Regions from separate parts of the Sus scrofa genome. Here region 1 is linked to region 2. A link is a contact called in public HiChIP or PLAC-seq data. All regions are on one chromosome and are shown on one strand. The core of a region is the stretch at or near the end of the contact, and the rest is flanking DNA. Distances in the headings are between cores, read along the strand shown.

Evidence for each region. HiChIP or PLAC-seq counts read pairs in DNA pulled down with a chosen protein or histone mark.
Region 1: an H3K27ac HiChIP or PLAC-seq map of alveolar macrophages shows a contact between it and region 2. The contact joins the promoter of COPB1 here to the promoter of PDE3B in region 2. A contact is called at or near these places in 1 of 47 Hi-C or Micro-C datasets (liver) and 1 of 2 datasets of contacts at active chromatin or transcription factors (alveolar macrophages).

Annotation. Positions count from the first base shown.
Region 1 is chr2:44,758,412-44,762,683 of Sscrofa11.1, reverse strand. It overlaps COPB1 (coatomer protein complex subunit beta 1), which reads right to left and starts at 1,612. Exons shown (of 22, transcript NM_001172366.1): 1 at 1,513-1,612; 2 at 636-779. The coding sequence starts at 726.
Region 2 is chr2:44,611,454-44,615,487 of Sscrofa11.1, reverse strand. It overlaps PDE3B (cGMP-inhibited 3',5'-cyclic phosphodiesterase B), which reads left to right and starts at 1,413. Exons shown (of 17, transcript XM_021083299.1): 1 at 1,413-2,691. The coding sequence starts at 1,714.

The sequences.
Region 1 (4,272 bases), core at 363-2,862, 150 kb before region 2:
TTCAATTAAATAAGAATCATGATTTTTGGAATGTGCATTACTTAAAAAAGTTTTCTGACAGAATTGCTCATAAAAAGGAGACACAGCATACAGTTTTAAACATAAGTTTTTGTTTTCTTCTTAGCATAAATGCTTTAAAAATAAAAAGCTTAAATCTTTCTGGAAAATATATGTGTATTCCGTGTTGACTTCATTTGTTCAACAGGTGGTGAACCCAAAAAACAAAGTTTTGATTTTACGAGTTAAGCAATATGAAGCGAAGTGTACAAAGGAACTAAAACAAATACATTCTCAACCTGTTACCTACAGAGAATTATTGCTACATTTAAACATATTAAACTACACAAACCATTATGTTATTCTGAAGATTATCTAAAAACTAAACCATTATATATCTTTAGTCCCACCTCACTATGTTATAAGCTAAACTGAGCTGTTGTTTCATTTCCAAAAACAAATACTGCAACTCTAAAGGTAACAAATTTTCATTTTTAATAGGACAAAGTTCTACTGAAAAGATCCTAGGAAAAAAAAAGTAGACAAAAATCAAGCATTTCTAAATAAAGAAACTTAAAAACCAAATGAGCTTATCTGCATGTTTTATATTTCATTTTCAAAATATTATCAAAGTTTACCTAGATCATTTTTTAAGCTAATTTCAGATGGTGGTTCTGAATCCATTGGCACGTTAATTAACGTATAGCAGACGTTCTCAGCAGCCGTCATGATTTCCGGTTATAACCAACCTTCAATTTTAAGATAACAGATGCTAAAAAAATCTAGAAAAATAAAATACAAGGATATCATTACAAGTAAAAAAACAAACCAAAAAACCCTCCACAAAACACAACTAGTAACCACTGTGATCTTTTCTGTCTAAAGTTCATACAGCACGGCTTATTATTTCAGAAGTTTAGAAGGGGGGAGTCAATCTCTGTTGTGTCTCAAAAATAAATCCTGATATAACAAAAAATACACACTTGTCAGCCTTGGCCTTGGGTATATTACCTCCCACCCCACAACCCCGCCCAAGGTTTAGAACGCTGTACTGGAGAATTAAAGCCCACAATACAGTGACAGTCCTCCAGCCCCACCACATCACGTTACAGAAGTAACTTTTAAACCTAACACACAACCTGAACTGCTCAAGAGACCCCGTGCACGAATACTCTGCTAAAACAGAGCGCTTGAAGGCATTCATCCATGGGACCCGACTCTGTCTACTTGACTCCCTCAATCAGTGCTCTGCCCCCGCCCCCACGCCCCTTTCCTCTCCCTTCCCTCCAGCTAAGCAAGCCCCGCCGGGAACAGCGAGGCCCGGGGCCTGGGAAAAACCTCCGGTCAGTAAGCAGGCCGGGATGGGGCGTCCGGCCCACAGCTTCCCGGCCCCGCGTTCCACTTCGCCAGGCCCGGACGCTAGCGGCCTAGTCGCTCCCCTTCCGAATCTTCCCACTAGAGCCAGTTCCTCCGACTCTAGCACGAGCCTCCGAGATTAGGGGCTTGTGGCGCTACCTGACTCCGAGGGCAGCAGCTGGGGCAGCCGCGGGAGCGTCTACTCCGGTTCCAACCCCCAGAAGCAGCTGCAGCTCTGCAAAGTCCTCCGCTGACGTGGAAAGGGGTAAGGAACCAACCCAGGCTGCAGCCACCTAGCCCCTACGGCAAGTCAGAGAGGACAAGCCTTCTCCGTCCTGCGCCTGCGCGCTGCAAGACATTATAAGTGTTTCTAACTCAAAGGAACCGCAGGTTTCTTCCTCTTCTCTTGGCGACTGTTCCTTTAGGCCGAAGAGGGAATTGGAAACACATACTTATCAAGTTTTATGTGCAAGCTTAAATTAAGCACTGAGATCATTTAAACGCCACTAAGAAACTTTTTTTTTTTTTCTTCCACGAACTAAAACAGCCAAGGAGAGGAAGTGCTTTGACAGAGGGGGGGAAACGTTTTCCAGGGCTGTGTGGCCCAGTGGGAAACGATAGACTGAGAACTGGAAGCCCTTTTCTAGTTCACCCACTAAAAAACTAGGAAAGTAACTAAATACTAGTTGAGAAATAAATTCAATTCTTCTAATAAGAGACACTGGATTATATGAAGATCCATTTCGGCTCTTAAAGCTTGACGTAGGGTGAATCTCTGCCTCTGCAGTTAGGCTGGAGTTGTTTGAATGTCAAAGTATCACTAGTCTGAGTTCTGGTCTTTATTTAGCAACGGTCCCTTTCATGATCCTTTAATATAACCTAGATTAGAAATTTTTTATGCGTAAAGGGAGATTAACAGTCACTATTTCAAAGGATTTTACCTGTCTCTTGTTACAGCTACAACCGGCCATAGTACCAGTGGTTTTGTCCATTTAAGTTTCTATATCCCTGCCCCGCCCCCCTACACACATGCGCAAGCACACAAAGGGTTTTCTGGCCAATTATTAATAAAAATTTTTTTGAAGCGTTAAGCAAAATATTGCAAATACAAAAAAGCTCTGACAGGAGTTCCCTTCGTGGCTCAGTGGTTAACGAATCCGACTAGTAACCATGAGGATGCAGATTCAATCCCTGGCCGAGCTCAGCGGGTTAAGGATCCTGCGTAGCGTGAGCGAGGTGTAGGTCACAGAGGCAGCTCAGATCCAGCGTTGCTGTGGCTGTGGCATAGAATGGCGGCTACAGCTCCTATTTGACCCCTAGCCTTGGAACCTTCAAGTGCCGCAGGTGTGGCCCTTAAAAGACAAAGGACAAAGAAAAACAAAGGTCTGACAACCTGACCTTACTGACAGGCTCATCTCAATTAGAGATGAGATAGAACACAAGTAGAGCCTCATCTATCTAGAATACAGTTATTTTGAGATTTATTTCTTCTTTTTGGAATTATGGAGCAAAAAATAAATTATTTGAGGAGTTCTCTGGTGGCTCATTGGGTTAAGGATCCAGCATTGCCACTGTTGTGGCACGGTTACGTCCTGGCCTGGGAACTTTTGTGCTCTGCAGGGCACAGCCAAAAAATAAATAAAATAAATTCTTTGAAAACCCAAAATACATCCCAAGGGCCATGTCCTCCTCAAATCCTGTACATTCATTTTATTAAAGCAATTTGTTTTGAAAAGACATAGATATCATATCACTTATACGTGGGATCTAAAATATGATACAAATGAATTTGTATCATATTTTACAAAACAGAAATAGACCTACAGACATAGAAAACAAATTTATCATTACCAAAGAGGAAAGGTGGGGGGGAATAACTTAGGAGTTTGGGATTATCAGATACAAACTACCGTATATGAAACAGATAAAAGACAAAGTCCTACTGTATAACACAGGGAACTATATTCAATATCCTGTAATAAACTATAATGTAAAAGAATTTGAAAAATATAAATATATATAAATGAATCACTTTGCTGTACTAATACAACTTTGTAAATCAACTATAATTCTATTTTTTAAAAAAGCTATTTTTGTCTTGGATAATTGTAAAGTCACAAATATGGAGATCCCACACACTCGTCACCTAGTTTCTTCCAATGATAAAATCTTGCAAATCAATCCAGGAAATTGACATTGACATAATTCACTGGTCCTCAAGATTTCACCAGTTTTACACGTACTCATTATGTATTTATCTCCAGGCAACTTTACCATGTTTAGATTTGTGTGATCACCACTGGTCAAGGTACAAAACAATTCCATCACACTGCTCCCCCTCCTGCTATACTTTCATAGTCATAGTGGCTTCTCTGTTTAGTCCTGGCAACTATCAACCTGTTTTCCGTAATTCTGTCATTTCAAGGATGTAATAGAAATGAATTATACAATGTAACTTTTTGAGATTTGCTTTTGCTTCACTCAGAGATCTAAATGTGTGTACAATAGGCTGTTCCATTTCTTTCTTCCTTTTTTGTTTTCTCTTTTTAGGGCCACACCAAAGGCATATGGAAGTTCCCAGGCTAGGGGGTCGAATCAGAGCTGTAGCTGCTGGCCCACACCACAGCTACAGCAATGCCAAATCCAAACCACATCTGCGATCTACACCACAGCTCACCAAAATGCCAGGTCCTTAACCCACTGAGCAAGGCCAGGGATCGAACCTGGGTCCTCATGGATGCTAGTCGGGTATGTTAACCGCTGAGCCATGAAGAGAACTCCCTTTCTTCATTTTTATTTATTTTAATTTTAAAAATTTTTTGGTTTTTTTTTCGCTTTTTAGGGCTGCACTATGGCATATAGAGGTTCCCAGGCTGGGGGTCCAATAGGAGCTACAGCCACAGCAATGCAGGATCCGAG
Region 2 (4,034 bases), core at 164-2,663:
ATCAATTTGAAGCCTTTATTAAATATTTTTTCCCCTTATCCGAGAGGCAAACAAGGAAAAGGAACTCTGGTCTTTTCTCATTTTGGTCAAACACTTGTGCTAATTTCTCTGTGATTTATGCTATGTATGTGAACTATGACCATATATGAAAATAGTCTGTTCTAGGTCATGGCTGTGGGCAGAGATTAATTGGTGAAAAATGGGCCTGTTTGTGGGATTTACCACACAGTAAGGTTTCACATCTCCCTGGAAAAATGTGGAATTAGCTCTCTGAGAAATGCAGGGCTGTCATGAGGTTGAAGGGAGACTTTCGGTGGAGGGAAACACAGTTCACTCTCTAAGGCAGTTATGATTGGTGAAATTCCAGAGCAGTCCCTTTGGTACAGCAAAGTTCTTCCCGCTTTCAAGTCAGTGTTTCCTACGTGCAGTTAGTTTCACTAGTAATTCACAGATAGCATCCTATTTAGCTCCTTTCATGGCCAACTGATATAAACTAGGCAATGGTCTTGGTGAGAACTCCTAATCCTTCAATCGCCCCTGCAACCCCCCACCCCAACACGCAATTACAGTGAAAAAGCCTTCTACGTGGAAAGAACTTTCCAACAGATTTTCTAGGCATGTTGGGGGTAGGGATACAGATGTGAACAGAGGGTATGTTTGGGCAGGGAGTGCTAAGATGGAACAGTAGTTCCTCTCCCATGAAGATGGTTCTTGAGAAAGACAAACTCCATAATATCTACTAGGATGCTTCCAGAGAGCGCTCCAGGTGCATGCTTCTCCTTAAAAACCGTTGCAAGGGTCTGCAGCGTGGCCCAAGAGTCCACGTTGCTGCTGAGGGACAGATCTAGCCACAATGAGCTTGTTCGCCATGACCTTGGTGGTGGCTGACCCTTACCGGGTCACAGCACGCTTGGACAGTCCAATGACCCACCCTAAACTGAAATGAGGGTAGAGGTAGGACCCGCCGCCTCTTCAACTCAGTTTCTCTACTAGGCAATCCCCTTGGGGGCCATAAACGCCCTCTTAACCCAAGCTCCCGGTAGTGACCTGTCGGAGCTTGGCTGAAGTCTGTGACTTACCCCAAAGGGAACCTGCGCGCCTGGGGTCCCAGGATGGCGGGCGCGCCCTCTTCTATCCGAAAAGGACTCCGCCTGTCTCTCCCAGCCCCGGCCAGTCTTCCGACAGCCCTAGCCGCGCTCTCTCCAGTCCCCGCACTATTAGTGGGCAGGGGTCCCCGGCTCACGTCGAGACCAGCAGCTACGAGAACAAGAGGCGGTGCCGGTGGCTGCTGGACTGGACAGGGCGCGAGCGCGCGCGGGCGGCGGGCCGGGCGCGCGCCCGGCCGGGGCAGCGGCGGGGGAGGAGCGCCCGCCCGCCGCTCGCGCGCCCAACGGACCAGGCTGGGGCCGTGAGGTAACTGTTGCAGCCCGCGGGAGCTGGGAGGCGACACCGAGGCTCTAGTGTCGAGAAGTGTCCGAGGCAAAAGGAGAGGGTCCTGCCGCAGCGGTCCGGGAGCAAAGCCCCTTCCGCCCCTCTGCTCAGCCAGCATGTCGCGGACCCCGCCGCTTCCCCGGCCGCGCGGCGGGGACCCTGGGCCGAGGCGGCGGGCGCAGCCCTGACGCGCTGCCGAGCCGGGGGGCGCCCCGAGCGCGAGCCGCTGCTGCTGTCTGAGCGGGGCGTGCCGAGCCCCTGCTGCCACTCCGGGTCCGGGCCATGAGGAGGGACGAGCGAGACGCCAAAGCCATGCGGTATCCACAGCCGCCGGACGGGGCCGGCTCTCCCCCTGAGAGCCTGAGGAACGGCTACGTGAAGGGCTGCGTGAGCCCCCTGCGGCAGGACCCTCCGCGCGGCTTCTTCTTCCACCTCTGCCGCTTCTGCAACGTGGAGCTGCTGCTGCCGCCGCGGGCCTCCCCCCAGCAGCCGCGGCGCGGCTCCCCCTTCTCCCCGGCGCGCCTCGCGCTGGGCGCCCTGGCCGCCTTTGTCCTCGCCCTGCTGTTCGGCTCGGGGCCCGAGAGCTGGGCTGCTGGGGCCGCCCGGCTGCGGACCCTGTTAAGCGTTTGTTCGCACAGCCTCAGCCCCCTCTTCAGCATCGCCTGTGCCTTCTTCTTCCTCACCTGCTTCCTGACGCGGACCAAGCGGGGCCCCGGCCCGGGCCGGAGCGGCGGCGGCTCCTGGTGGCTGCTGGCGCTGCCTGGCTGCTGTTACCTGGGGGACTTCTTGGTGGAGCAGTGGGGGTCTTGGCCTTGGGGGGACGGAGACGCTGGGACCCCGGCCCCGCACACGCCCGCAGCGGTGGCAGGCAGGTGGTTCTTGGTGCTGAGCTGCGTGGGCTTGCTGACACTCGTGCACCCGGCGAGGCTCCAGCACAGCATCCTGGTGCTGCTCCTCTCCAGCTTCGTCTGGTGGGTGTCCTTCACCAGCCTCGGGGCGCTGACCCCAGCCGTCCGGCCGCTGCTGTCCTGCCTGGTGGGGAGCGTCGGCTGCCTGCTGGCCCTGGGGCTGGATCACTTCTTTCAAATCAGGGAAGCTCCCCATCATCCTCGGTTGTCCAGTACCGCCGAAGAAAAAGTGCCTGTGATCAGACCCCGGAGGAGGTCCAGCTGCGTGTCGTTCGGAGAAACTTCAGCCAGTTACTATGGAAGTTGCAAAATGTTTAGGAGACCTTCGTTGCCTTGCGTTTCGAGAGAACAGGTATGTTACCAGAAAGCAAGGTTTGGTAAGGAAGGGAGGGCGGTTTTATCGCTTCAGTTCCCGAGTTGAATTAGCGTGTTTGAAAGCATGTTAACTTCCAGGGTGAAAAAAAGAAAAGTTTTGTTCTGGAAAAAGTTCCTGAAATACAAGAAGCTTTTTTAAAAGGCAAAAGTACCTTTTATCTTTGAATAGAAATGAAGTAGCAGACTAGGCATATTGCACTTTTTAAAGAGTTTGCTATGCATTGGACGCATTCTCAGAATGAAATGAATTATTTTGAACTTTAATAGATTGACTACTCCCACTTTGGCAGAGTCTGATGTGTATCTTTGTGAAGCCATTTATCTGTTGCTGTTATAATGATGATGTCTCGCCGAAGATAACATGCAGTCATTAGAATGAGTGAATATATATACATGTGCATTTTAATCAGTGTGGTTTAATTATTCTGGATAATTAAGAGGACAAGTCTGAGATCTTACAATAAAAGGAACAGTGGTGAGTTTGGGAACGGAGATTTGTTAATTTAGATGAAAAGACTCGGAATAATTTTAAGACCCCCCCCCGCTGCATTTTTCAGAAGTACAGGCTAATAAAATCTTTTACAGACTAACTCAGGGTCGTGTTTGTTGCATAAGTAGGAGGGTGTTGTAACAATTTAACCTTTAAACTTAGTAATGTTTGGAAATATGCCAAAAGCATTTACAATTTCTTTTCCTGTAGGTTTTTACATGGTTTTGTTTTGTAAAGGAATTGAAATCATCATCATTAGGGGGAGAGTTTCTGTCTTTATGTAGCCTTGGGAAATCTTACCTGTTCTACCTTGGGGAGAAACTCACTAACTATAGTTCTATTCACTGAGCACTTACTAAATGCAAAATACTTACAATGTCTTAAATCCTTACAAGGACCCTCTATGACAGATGACATTAACCTCAAGTTAGAGATGAACAAATATTGAGGCTTATAGATATTACCCAGCGTCACACATCTAGTAAGTGGCAGTGCTGGAATTTGAAACTAGGTGTTCCAGTTTTCAGTGCTGTCTGCTAAACAACTAAAAGGATGAGTGTAGAGATTTTGCTTAAGTAGGAGTCTATACCATTGGTTTTCAGACTTCTTGATTAGTGATATGTTCTGCACCAGAGACCCAATATATTTGAAACAGAAGTTTCTTATTCTTACTACATCTGAAGCTCTTTGCTCTTTAAGTTAAAACTACAAGCTACTACACTATGTGTAGTGCTTAGAGACAACACCTTGCTTCCTGAAAAGTGCTTTCAGAGGCTGCTTTTGTGGCCTGTAGTTATTTAGCCAAATGCTTCAAGAAATGGTCAAAAGAT